4 separate regions of the Mus musculus genome follow, and regions 1, 3 and 4 are each linked to region 2. Evidence: chromatin contacts called from public Hi-C, promoter capture Hi-C and targeted proximity ligation data. All regions are on one chromosome and are shown on one strand. The core of a region is the stretch at or near the end of the contact, and the rest is flanking DNA. Distances in the headings are between cores, read along the strand shown. Region 1 overlaps Pgm5 (phosphoglucomutase 5). Region 2 holds the start of Fam122a (family with sequence similarity 122, member A). Region 3 overlaps Pip5k1b (phosphatidylinositol-4-phosphate 5-kinase, type 1 beta). Region 4 holds the start of Tjp2 (tight junction protein 2).

What was found. Promoter capture Hi-C pulls out the DNA fragments that hold promoters and counts their contacts. Hi-C and Micro-C count contacts between places; a contact is called where the count stands out from the background.
Region 1: a contact with region 2 is called in a Hi-C map of nephron progenitors, with 1.6 times the contacts expected there. A contact is called at or near these places in 2 of 39 promoter capture datasets (hippocampal neurons and pre-B cells) and 6 of 484 Hi-C or Micro-C datasets (the AML12 cell line, large pre-B cells, lens fibers and 3 more).
Region 3: a targeted proximity ligation map of pancreatic cancer cells shows a contact between it and region 2. A contact is called at or near these places in 1 of 39 promoter capture datasets (3T3-L1-derived adipocytes), 1 of 484 Hi-C or Micro-C datasets (muscle stem cells), 7 of 130 datasets of targeted methods (bone marrow-derived macrophages, cardiomyocytes, embryonic forebrain and 4 more) and 2 of 9 other capture datasets (adipose tissue and pancreatic islet).
Region 4: a contact with region 2 is called in a promoter capture Hi-C map of embryonic stem cells. A contact is called at or near these places in 1 of 39 promoter capture datasets (embryonic stem cells), 1 of 484 Hi-C or Micro-C datasets (embryonic stem cells) and 4 of 130 datasets of targeted methods (bone marrow-derived macrophages, embryonic stem cells, memory CD8 T cells and 1 more).

The regions. Positions count from the first base shown.
Region 1 is chr19:24,697,362-24,700,180 of GRCm38.p6, reverse strand. The region is part of intron 10 of Pgm5 (phosphoglucomutase 5); the gene reads left to right. Among named protein-coding and RNA genes, the nearest start is that of Gm38581, 8.4 kb to the left of the region's middle.
Region 2 is chr19:24,476,166-24,479,012 of GRCm38.p6, reverse strand. Fam122a (family with sequence similarity 122, member A) reads left to right here and starts at 1,539. Exons shown (of 1, transcript NM_026520.3): 1 at 1,539-2,847. The coding sequence starts at 1,657. The coding sequence ends at 2,511. All of the region lies in intron 1 of Pip5k1b (phosphatidylinositol-4-phosphate 5-kinase, type 1 beta), which reads left to right.
Region 3 is chr19:24,341,350-24,344,486 of GRCm38.p6, reverse strand. All of the region lies in intron 13 of Pip5k1b (phosphatidylinositol-4-phosphate 5-kinase, type 1 beta), which reads left to right. Among named protein-coding and RNA genes, the nearest start is that of Fxn, 62 kb to the right of the region's middle.
Region 4 is chr19:24,223,349-24,226,309 of GRCm38.p6, reverse strand. Tjp2 (tight junction protein 2) reads left to right here and starts at 1,284. Exons shown (of 24, transcript NM_001376368.1): 1 at 1,284-1,459.

The DNA of each region.
Region 1 (2,819 bases), core at 166-2,665, 220 kb before region 2:
TGGATTCAATTCTAAGCATCTATATGACAATTCACAGCTGTCTGTGACTCTAGTCCCAGGGGATCCAAGAACCCTCTTCTGGTCTCTGTAGGTACTGCATGTATGTGGTATATAGACATATGCTTAGACAAATACTAATACACATAAAATAAAAATAAGTGAAATATTTTTAAAAAGCAAAATTACACTAGTACTTATGTGTGTTTGTGAATCTGGATAAATTTCAAGATTTTTCAAAATCTGCAAAATTGGCCTAATGAGATTAAACATCTTAGCTTTTGATTATAACCAAACAGGGAAATGCTTTAAAATGTTTTTTGAAGTCTAAATTTTCAGGTATTTTGTTTCCTATTGGAAAGTTTCCTCCTCCTCCTCTTTTTCCTATGCCTCCTCCTCCTCCTTGTCCCCCTTCTCCCTTTCTTCCTTTCTTCCTTCTTTTTAAGCAGTAGCTTTGACATGATTTTTAGAGGAAAAATATTTTACCTACGCCAGAAAAAAAGGATTAAATGAAATGGAGAAAGAAAAGTCTAGTTGCCGTCTGTGTCAAACTGTTAGAACACGGACGGGCACTTCTCCAGCTGCCCAAGCTACACTGGTGTGAACAAACTTCCCTTGCAGGATTGTGAGGGACAGATGCCTTAAATGGTAACTCCCATACTCACTTCCAAATTCAGGATCCACCACAAGCAATGAGTCTGTCCTCAATGTCTATCCTTTGCTCTTAAGCATAACCTAGGGTCAGGATGGCCAGTGTGGTGTTCCCAAAATGCTGAGACACTTTGATGATGCAGTCCTGAGATCCTGCAGCTGGACGTGTCCTGCTGTTCTTCAGTCTGTGGGTGTTTGTTTCAGCGACTCAAGCTGTTCACTTCCGCTTGTGTTAACATTGTCTAAGTCATATTGACAGGGCTCAGGGATTTGCAGTTATTGAAAATTCACTTTTAGCTAGGAAAAAATGATAAGGAATTATAAAACAAGTATAATTATTGTTTATCAAACTACTTGGAAATTTCCCAACCCAAAGGATTCTTGGTTGGAGGCAACAGGCGCTGCTTAGAATTGCAGACTCATGCCTCCTCTCAGATCCACTGAACAGATCTGCACTGTCATAAGCTTGCAGGTGACTCACATGTACTTAAAAGTCAGAGAAGCCTTTAGTGGCTGGCCTTTGAGATCCTTATTTCTCCCTCTGCTTAGCAGGCTTGGCCTTCCTTCCAGATAAATCCTCAAATGCCAACCCAACTATCATGTACTTCCGAGGGCTCCTTAGCCTCCGCTGTTTCTTCCTACAGCTGGAAAATTACCAAGAGCACAGAAAACAACCCAAGAAAAAAAGTTGTCTCCGAGGCCCTCGGAAGATTTATTTCTGCTTTCCAGGTCAATTCACAGAAAGGAAAACAGGAAGACCAGTTTCACTTTGCATCTCCATAGAAACCTTACCTCAGTGTCAATCCACAAGTGAGCTTGTTTTCTTTGCATGCTATCTTAGCTAAGCTGCGAGACTCAAAATAAGCCCTGGATGAGGTGAAGAAACTTCTAATTTGATGTTTTTCCAAGACACGGAAGTCTTGCTAAATTTGTTGGTAGACAGTCTAGCACAACTCGCATTACAAGGAGAAGAGCAATTATTTAAAACACTAAGGGTTTGTATGACAGCTGAGTCTTAAAGGCACAGAACGTGAGAAGAACCATGCTCCTGTGACTGAGGACACATAAAGTGCATAGTGGCCCTCCAGGAACCCCACTGATGGCTTTGCACTGCAGGGAAGACTCCTTGGCTGTGGGTTCCCTTCCCATCCTCTGGTGCTATGGTGTTGGACTGCAGGTACAAAAAACATGGAGATGCTCTGCCACCTCTGAAAACTGCCCTGGTGTACCCAGAGTACCTTCCAGTCTGGCACAGAATTACTTAAAACCAACCCATCTTCCTAGGTCTTATCCTCTAGTGCTACAATTCCAGACTAGCAGGAAGTGAAGCCTAATTCTGACCCCTTTTGTCTCCAGATCTCTTCCAGCTGACTAGCCCTGTTAGAAAGCAGCATCCTCTAGGCGATACAGACAGGGACATCAGCTGTGCAAAACAGGCTCTGGGAGAACAACTGTACAGAGAGCCTGTTAACTCTCCCCAAGATAAGCAGTGTCACCAGTCCAGGTTGACCTCAGGAAGGGCTGGCTTGAAGGGACAAGGTGGTGCTTCTAACATGGAGGCAATGAAGGTCCTTGCCTAGGCCTCCACAGTTCCTCAGGGAGGAGAAAAGAGCTGGCGCCCTCAATTCCACTCAGTGGAAACGCCCCTGCTAACACAGGCCTGGGCCTGGGCATCTCTATTAAGCTCATCTCTCTCACAGTAGTTTGTCCGTTTCTTTCTTCCTATCTCTTGTTTACAAATATTTATTTAGTAAAATAAAACAGATGGTTGTCTTTGTCTTCTAGTTTATGTGTCGATAATAACTTAAAATAATATATTCCAGAGAAAATAATTAATTGTTAATTAATTATTATATTATATTAAGATAATAACTTAAAATACATATATTCCAGAGGAAATGATTGACCTATCTAGTACCATCCAAACATCACTTTGTCGTCTAATCACCCCTTATTTTGACCTATTTGTCCTTTGTATTCTATGGTCCATCTGGAATGAACACCTATATCCTAATACTACCATCCCCAGATGTTTAAAACCTTGATATTGTGATGTTTTGATTTATAAAGAACATTTGCATCACCCTGTAACTTTTTAATTATCCACCTACGGAAATACAATGTTTGATAGGAAAGTAGATAGATTTTTCTTTTCTCATTTACAAAATTCT
Region 2 (2,847 bases), core at 290-2,789:
TGGATCCCCTTCTCCCCATTCCCTACTGTTACAACCCTACCCCAGTATTCTGCTCTCTGTAGCAGCTTTCTACTCTATCTTCTGGCCTCCACTCTTGCCTCTGGCCCCCTTTCAGCTCATTCCATGGTGTTTAAAGCAAAAACCATGCTGAGTGTGGCACGATATGCCCTTAGCCCTACTTCCTTTGGGAGTGAGGTGAATCACTAGAGCCCAGAAGTTTGAGATTAGCCTGAGCAATGACTTAGTGAGACTCCATCTCAAACCATAACAGATAAAGCCCAAGCCTATTATTCCCCTGCCTAATACTGCTCAGGGACTTATAATCATAGGACTGGGCGCTCAGTCCGTTGACCTCTCAGGTCACCTGTCTCCTTCTTGATTTTTCTTTCCTTGTTCTTCCCCAGACGGGTGGGTATGTTGGCCCTTCGCATTGGTTGGAACACTCGGCCCTGCCCCCACCTCCCACAGTCCACAGGATTTGTCATTTACAACTGAACTCTGCCCAACTGCCCCTCAAGGGCTATATATAGGTAGTGCTTGACCACACCGTCCCACTTCTACCTCCAGCCATACCACCAAAAGTCCCCTATTTTCTCATCCCCCACTCCCACCCAGTAGAAACTGAATGTCCTCACACAAGTCCATTTCCTAGCACAGTACCTGGTACATAGTAAGTAGGTATGCCCGAATAGGAGACTTGACTGAATAAATGAACACATACAACTTCCCTGTTAATGAGATACAAAGTTTTGTATTAATTACATAAGCTAAAAATCTGTTGATCTATGAATGTGTCTTTTTTTTTTCTTTCATTGGATTCCCACACCAAGTGAACATTAGTATGTGCACGGTTAACGGCAGAAATATGACAACTTTTTTAAAAAAGATGTCACAAAGCTTCTTCCTCCCAACCGCCTTAAGTCTACTATTCTCTCTTGGCCCTCCCCGATTCTGTCCTAGTGTAAATCAACCTCCTCTTTGGCCTTTTCCCTGTAGGTTCTAATCCCATGTCTTCTTCCTCAGACCTCAGCCAAAGGCTGCTCCTGTACCCTAATATGCTTCCTTGAGAACGCCCGGGAGTTCATTGTTCTCAAAAAAAGCCCAGAACTTGCTCTTGTCCACCATCAGGCTAACAACCCTGTCCTCCTGGTTCCTGTCTGTCACCTAGCTGGGTAGCAGTGGCTCCCTGCTTCCAGTCCAGTTTTACAAAGCGCCGCCGTGGCCTCCTTCAGACTTCCCTCTGGGAAGCCCACCAGGCCGGGCCAAGCTCAATCATGAAGCCCCACATCACCAAGGGCCTATCTTTCTGAGCTCACACTTGCTTCATAAGCACATACACTTCTCAATGCCCCGGCCTCCGTAACCTGCCTTCCCGCGAGCCCGCGCCCAGTGACTATTTGCGGAAGAAACGAACACTGGAGTCGCCCAACCACTGCTCGCCCCCTGCCCCCGCCGCGGCGCCGCAGCCATGACGCACTAAGCTGGCGCCGCGAGAACGGGCGTGCCAGGGCGCCTGCGCGAAGGGGCACGCCTGCGCAGAGGCGCGAACCCGCTGACAGATTCTCGAAGGCGGCGGCGGCGGCGGCGGCCTTGGGCCGCGGGGAATGGGAGTCCCAGGGCCCTGACTGAGCACCGCCCCCGCCTCCCGGCCGCGCCATGGCTCAGGAGAAGATGGAGCTGGACCTGGAGTTGCCCGCGGGCGCGAGCCCGGCGGAGGGCGGCGGCCCTGGCGGCGGGGGCCTGCGGAGGTCTAACAGCGCCCCCCTGATCCACGGCCTCAGCGACTCGTCGCCGGTGTTCCAGGCCGAGGCGCCCAGCGCCAGACGGAACAGCACGACGTTCCCGAGCCGCCACGGCCTGCTGCTCCCGGCCTCGCCGGTCCGAATGCACAGCAGCCGCCTGCACCAGATCAAACAGGAGGAGGGCATGGACCTGATCAACCGAGAGACCGTTCACGAGCGCGAGGTGCAGACCGCAATGCAGATAAGCCACTCCTGGGAGGAAAGTTTCAGCCTGAGTGACAACGACGTGGAGAAATCCGCCTCCCCGAAGCGCATCGATTTCATTCCGGTGTCTCCGGCACCGTCCCCGACCCGGGGAATTGGGAAGCAGTGTTTCTCACCGTCCTTGCAAAGTTTTGTGAGTAGCAACGGACTGCCTCCAAGTCCCATTCCCAGCCCAACCACCCGATTTACCACCCGGAGAAGCCAGAGTCCCATCAACTGCATTAGACCAAGTGTTCTTGGACCATTGAAAAGAAAATGTGAAATGGAAACTGATTATCAGCCAAAGAGATTTTTCCAGGGCATCACCAACATGCTGTCTTCTGACGTTGCACAGCTGTCAGACCCCGGTGTGTGCGTATCTTCCGATACCCTGGATGGAAACAGCAGCAGTGCCGGATCTTCCTGTAACTCACCAGCGAAAGTCAGCACTACCACCGACTCTCCTGTGTCGCCCGCCCAAGCAGCCTCCCCCTTTATTCCAGTAGATGAACTTTCCTCAAAGTGACTCACTCATCTTGAATCCCCCTCCCCCAATGGAGAGACAAAAAAACAAAAACAAACAAAAAAAAAAAGAAAGAAAAAAATCAAGTTAGAGCAAGCACTGAACTTTGTCGATTACGTTAAAGCCGTTTCCTATTTGACTCTTCCCTCTTTTTGGAAATTCCTGAAATGTTATTCTAGAGAATTTCTATGTCAGGTTCCTGGGGATGCCCTTGAATTCAGTGTAGTAATATTTTCGGACTTTTTATCAATAAGTGTGTTGAAGCATACATTTTACGCTGCTAATATGTCTAAATACATATGTTATCCCTTGATTTTTTAAATAATTGAGAGCTCTATT
Region 3 (3,137 bases), core at 262-2,761, 130 kb after region 2:
CAAGCCCCTCGATGTATGGTGCAGCAGATGCAGGGGGCTGTACCCCATGAGTGTAAGTGACACTTGGAGGGTAGCAGAAAAGTCACAGCAAGGCTTCAGCAACGTTAAGAACAGTTCTCATAACAATGGTACTTCTTTATAGTTTGCTACTATGGTCATTATCAGGAGCGTATCATTCAATGCCCTCTTGAATCATTTCCTGAAATTTCCAGCACTAAGGGAATGGTATTTGGGGTTGGGGTTTTGTAATGGTTGTGGTTCTTGGTGGTGGTGGTGATGGTGGGTGGGTAAGTGGTTTGTTGATATCAGAAGGGTTCTTAAGTGCTCTATCTCTTGGTAAGAGCTATTAAACTCCTGAGCATTCGCAGGGATTCTTCGGGCTCTGGCCTCCCCCTGAAGCCAGTCCTGTGGCCAGATAGAGTCTAGCTACCTCTCCATGCCCGCCCACCCAGCTGTGCACTCTGGGCACTGTGCTCTAATTATGCACATCTTCTCTCCTGCTGATGCTAGCTCACCTCCAGATGTGCATGTGGGAAATGGACCAGTGAGCCTTCTGTCTATAATACTCCAAGAGTCTTTCCCCTCTCTTTGGTGCTCCGTTGCTTTAAGCAGTTTTCTCTGGCATTCTACTGTGGTATTTGGGATCTCATACTTAGCTATCAGTCAGGGTTCAGTTGCAAGAACTAAACATGGACTCCATCGGAAGCAGAAGGGAGGAGCTGGGTGTTTGCAGTGTGTGAGGGAAGGGAGGCCCAGAGGCATTGATCAGTCATGGTCACTCCACTGAGCCCACCCTCCTGCAGCTGGGTGGTGCTCAACCTCTCCCAGAGACAACTGAGAAAGCATTTCTGAGATCCCAGGACGCCCTTACAAGAAGCCAGCTAGCAAGCTCAGGCAGTTTCACTTTTCCTGACACTTCTCAGCTGATGAGGAGACCTGAGGACCCTCTGGGTGCCACCCTTTCTTCTTCATCCTCTTGCCTGTCTCCTGCCTGCTCTCCCCACAGGCGTTTCTGCTGTTAGCCTTCTTGTGTACAAAAAGCTGGAAGATCTACCACAGTTACCTTCTCCTTAGGGAAATCATGAGGATCAGAGACTCAGGGATGCTAAAAAACCCTGAAGAGAAATATAGCCCGAGGAGCCCTGGGAGTGAACACCCCTGAATGCTTAGCCCACCGAGCTCAGCCCTGCTTATTTAGCAGGGAAAGCTAATCGGCAAACTGTCCTTATCATGGTTGTCTTATTTCTTTAGTACAGTACATGGTATTTCTTGAAATCAGAATTGACATGATTGTAAGTGTCTCATCTGGCTTAACTAAGTTTTAAAACCAAATACAGACAGCCTGGGGAGAAAATGCATCAAACAAGGAACGGGAAAGTACATCAAATATTGACATTGCAATTTACAGCTGAGATTTTTCTGTTTCTCTGTGAGTCATATTTCTGTTCCAAGTGGCCTGCTTTCTCATTTAAACACGTTATCCTTATCTGTGCTCATATAAGCTATAAATACTTCAAGTATCTGCTGTCGTCCTCTGTGTCTTTAGAGCCCTTAACGTTGAGGCATTGAACGGCATCCAGAGAAGTCCACACCTAAATTATGTATTGCAGTAGGAAATGGCTGTCTCTAGAATTCTTTTTAGACTATCTTTCTTTGTGACTTTTAAAGTTCCACTGGTTTCTTTGAATCTGGTTTGTTAAGTATACTCTCAAAATTGACTAGGGAGCAAAGAGAAAAGTTATGATGCCTTAAAAGTATATTTTTAACTGCTGATTGAGAGTATGTTCTCTCTCTCTCTGTTTCTTTCTGTTTCTGTCTCTCTCTCTGTCTCTCTCTCTGTCTCTGTCTCTCTCTCTCTCTCTCTCTGTTGGGTGGAAGGTATGTACATATGTATGTACACATCTGTCTTTCGAAAAGTCAGGAATCTGCCTGCCTTTGTCTCCCTGGTGCTAGAAATCTGAACTTGGGTCCTTGTGCTGCTTGCTTGGCAAGCACTTTACCAACTGGGCAGCCTCCCCAGCTCCAGAAGTCCATACTTAAAGGCTCTACTATAAGATCTTAGGTTAGAGCGTATGGCTCACAGGAATACAAAGACACTCCATCAGCAACCTGCCTCACAAACAAATCATAGGTTATAAATCTGAATTCCTGGTACTTGAATTTTTCTTACCTACTGAGAAATCTGTTCTTCGAAAGGAGATATGAACTGAGTGCCAACAACTAGAGGGGCAAATAGGTTTTATCTCCAAACTAAGAGCAATTCAACTTAGTGCTGTGAAATAAGTTATATACATGACTATTCATTCTTTCCATGATTCCCTGCACAGTTGGGAGCAAAGCTGGGGCTCTGTTTATGCATACAGGTTGAAAGCTCACTTCACCCCCAATGTATCTGTGCTCCCCCATCCCAGAAGCCCTTACCAGCATCACTGTGGTAGCTAGTCTCATGTATTTGTCCGTGTTTTCCTGGTGGCTCTCTCTAACATCTAGCCCACTATTAAAATGTGGAGTTTTATGAGAAGAGCAGATACCATAGGAGAAGCAACTGGCCATGCTGGGAGCCAGCTGGCAAAACCTTTCTAACTGATGAGTCCAGCAGCTAGATCTCAGGCTGCTGATTCGGAAGGTCTGACAGCAGTCCTGAGCCCTCTTCTTCCCCCATGAGTATTGTCAACCTAGGAGCCAATGAGCTGATTCCTGCAGCTATGAGTCTCTTCTCCCAAACTGGTCAGATTAAAGCCATGGCAGGAGAGCCCTCCATGCTAAAGTAGGTGAGAGACCCCTTGTCTTAGTTAGGGTTTCCGTTGCTGTGAAGAGACACCGTGACCAAGACAACTAAGAAAACATTTAATTAGGTCTGGCTTACAGTTTCAGAGGTTCAGTCCATTATCATTATGGCTGGAAGCATGGCAGTGTGCAGGCAGACCTGGTGCTGGAAGAGCTGAGAGTTCTACATCTTGATCCACAGGCAGCAGATGGAGACTGTGTACCAAACTGGGGATATCTTGAGTATATATGAGACCTCAGAGCCTGCCTCCATAATAACACACTTCCTCCATCAAGGCCAATATACTCCAACAAAGCCACACCTCCTAATAGTACCAATCCCTATGAGCCAAACATTCAAACACATGAGT
Region 4 (2,961 bases), core at 35-2,534, 250 kb after region 2:
TTCGGGGGCTGGTAAATCCAAGGATCTGTCTCCCCAGCTCTGGGATTACAAATCTGTGCTACCACTCCTGGTTTCTCTTGTTGGGGTTTTGTTTTTGTTGTTGTTGTTTTTGTTCTTTTTTTTTTTTCCTTGAGAGAGTGTCTCAGTTGACATAGTTACTCCTGGCGAAAGGGTTTTGTGGGGAGGAGAGGGCGCTCGTGCGCGAAGTTGCCTGGAATAGAACCTCAGCATCCTTTACAGGATTTTTAAAAAAGCAAACTAAAATACTTAAAATTGCAACGCAGTGGGCAAGTGCGAGCATTCACACCGCACAACTATCACCACTATCCATCTCGCCATCACCACAACTTTTATCCTGTACCCTGGAATCTTCTTAGGATTTTTTTTCCCCCCTGAGACAGGGTTTCTCTGTGTAGCCTGGCTATCCTCGAACTCACTCTGTAGATCAGGCTGGCCTCGAACTCAGAAATCCGTCTACCTATGCCTCCCAAGGGCTGGGATTAAAGGCATACGCTACCACTATCCAGCTTTTCTTTTTATTTTTTTTTTTTTCTTTTTCTTTTCTTTTCTTTTTTTCTTCCTAGGATTTTTTAACCAGACTAGGTTAAATGGAAGGCGAACTTGCGCCCCGGGTGCAGCCTTGGGCACTAGGCACATTCCTCCTTCCCCGCGGTGTGACTAAGCAGGCTCTGGGCTTAGTGCTCCGCCCTCACCTATTGTCCCCCGAGAGGAACCGGTATTTCCGGATTGGAGCCTCAGAGCCAGAGAACCAGGGAGGTTGGAGGGGGAGGGGGATTGAAATTGATCTTAAAACTTATCTTTCACCGATACCATTACCCGTTTCTCTTCTTCCCCAAACAAAAATCAACCCGTTCCACTCCCCTACCGTATACATACAGTGACCCACAAACACCCTTCCCGTGGTTTCTGAGGGGTGACTGACCTTTCCTCGCCAGCACCTGCGGAAAGACTGAAAGCAGATCTGGGCACGAATTAGATAAACCCTGCGAATGTTTATACTCTTGAGCCGAAGCTTGGGGGTTTTGCTGAGAAAAGAGGCGGAAGCGTCGCTCAATCCCTGCCCCACCGCTGGGTGGCGCCGGTGAGGCCTCCCCCTCCGCCAACAGGACGACCCAAAGTGGCGCGAGCTACTTTTTTTTTTTTTTTCCGGGTCTGGAGGAAGCAGGTGATGGCCACCGCCCATCTACCCTCCCCCTAACCACACACACTCTAGATAGGCACTTGTCCCCCTTTCTTCTAGCCCTCCAAACAGGAAATAGGTTGAGTCACAACAATACCCAGGAACGGCCGGTGGCGGAGGTCACTGGCTCCCGCCTGCTGCGGCAGCCCGCGGCACTCCGCCTCCGGACAGGCGCTGCCCGCGCTGCGCCGCCCGACGCCTGGGACCGTCGCTTTCTGCGCGCTGACTCTGCTGGCTGCCGCCGCCCCCCTTCTCCAGGCGAGTACCTGCGGCTCTGTCCCTCCCGGGGTACAAGATTGCTCTGGAGCCTTGGCTCGCCGCGGGGCAGCGTGCGTGAACGCCGGTTGTCCCCGTGGGGTTTGGGATGTGATTTCTTGAGCACTGCTTTTTGCGTGCGTACTTCCATCTCCCACCCTTGGGCAGCCTCGCATCACCGGGGTTGACTTAGGGTCACCCGGGATCTGAGTTTACGCCGCTGCTACAGGTGCCTGGCTCCTCCTTGTCCTTCCAGGCGGGGACATTGTTTCGCTCCCGCAGAGCGTCTCTTCTGCTAGATTCAGAGGGCCTTTGGGTTTCTGTTGGCAGCGATGGTATCTAAGGGGTGGGTGACCTGAACGGGCGCGGAGCGAGGGAAAGCTGGTGTCTGTGTGCAGGTGGGGGCGATCCTGGTGACCATGAGTCTGCCCCCTCCCCCGCCGCCGACAGGAAAACAGTCCCGTCGCTTTGTGAAACATTTAATTCGACTTTGTGTGTGTGTGTATATATATATTTGGGGTCTTTCGACTCTTTTATAAAGGACGAGCCGAGTTGTCAACACAGGGCGTTGTCAGCTCTCCAGGGCTGCTTTCCGTGGCTTTTCTATGGGACTCTCAGTCAAAGCCGAGTTGGAGATTTTTATGTTGGAAAAAGGCCACCGAATGCCAAGCATTCTCCGAGCTTGAAAAGGGTGTTTTCCAGGCTGCTGCAGTGTGCGAGAGGGTTTCTGAGCTACTGTCTCTGAGTTGTCCACCGCGCCTTCCCAGGTCCGCAGGTGTGCGGGTTCTGTTCAGAGGCTCCTCTGGCCTCTAAAAGTTTCCCGACTTTCCTAGTTCATTTGAAAGACCAGTTTCCTGGTAAGGAGAGAGGGATTCTGGGACATTGCCTGGGGGCCTCTTGAAAACCCAGGTTTCAGGCCGCACCCTAGACCTGTTAGCCCTGGGATCTATTTGCACTTTGACCTTTGGGAACCTTTGGCCCAAGAAAAGTGGCGGTGCCCAGCTAAGGAATGAATCACGTCGGACTCCTACTCAGCCTTAAATCTGAATGCTATTTTAAAAATGGGGACAGACAGTACAGCCACACTGGACCTACCCACTCCGCCCCCAGAGCCATTGGCTCTTTATTGAGATTTGAAGATATTTGGCTAACATATAAGGCTGCAGGTTTTTTTGTTTCTGGCCTTGAAATGTGCCTTAAAATGATACGGAACGTGAAATTGAGCATTTTAACCTTCCTAAATGTTAAGTTAAACGGCACCGAATGCCCTCAGTTTTCTTCAGGGGGCTGAGAATCCTGACTAGGAATGTAATAGGCAGAATAGATGCAACATTACTAAGTGGCCAAGGTAGGCTAGCTGCAGGATTCTGTTGTGTGCTTTCCATTAAGGAAGATAAAGAGCCAGGAGGGTTTTCTTTTGTCTAGACTGCAATGGAATGGAGTCACCTAGGGAGTGGACTCAGCCCGCATGAATTAACTAAGTATAGATTCCCCGAAATCTCTTA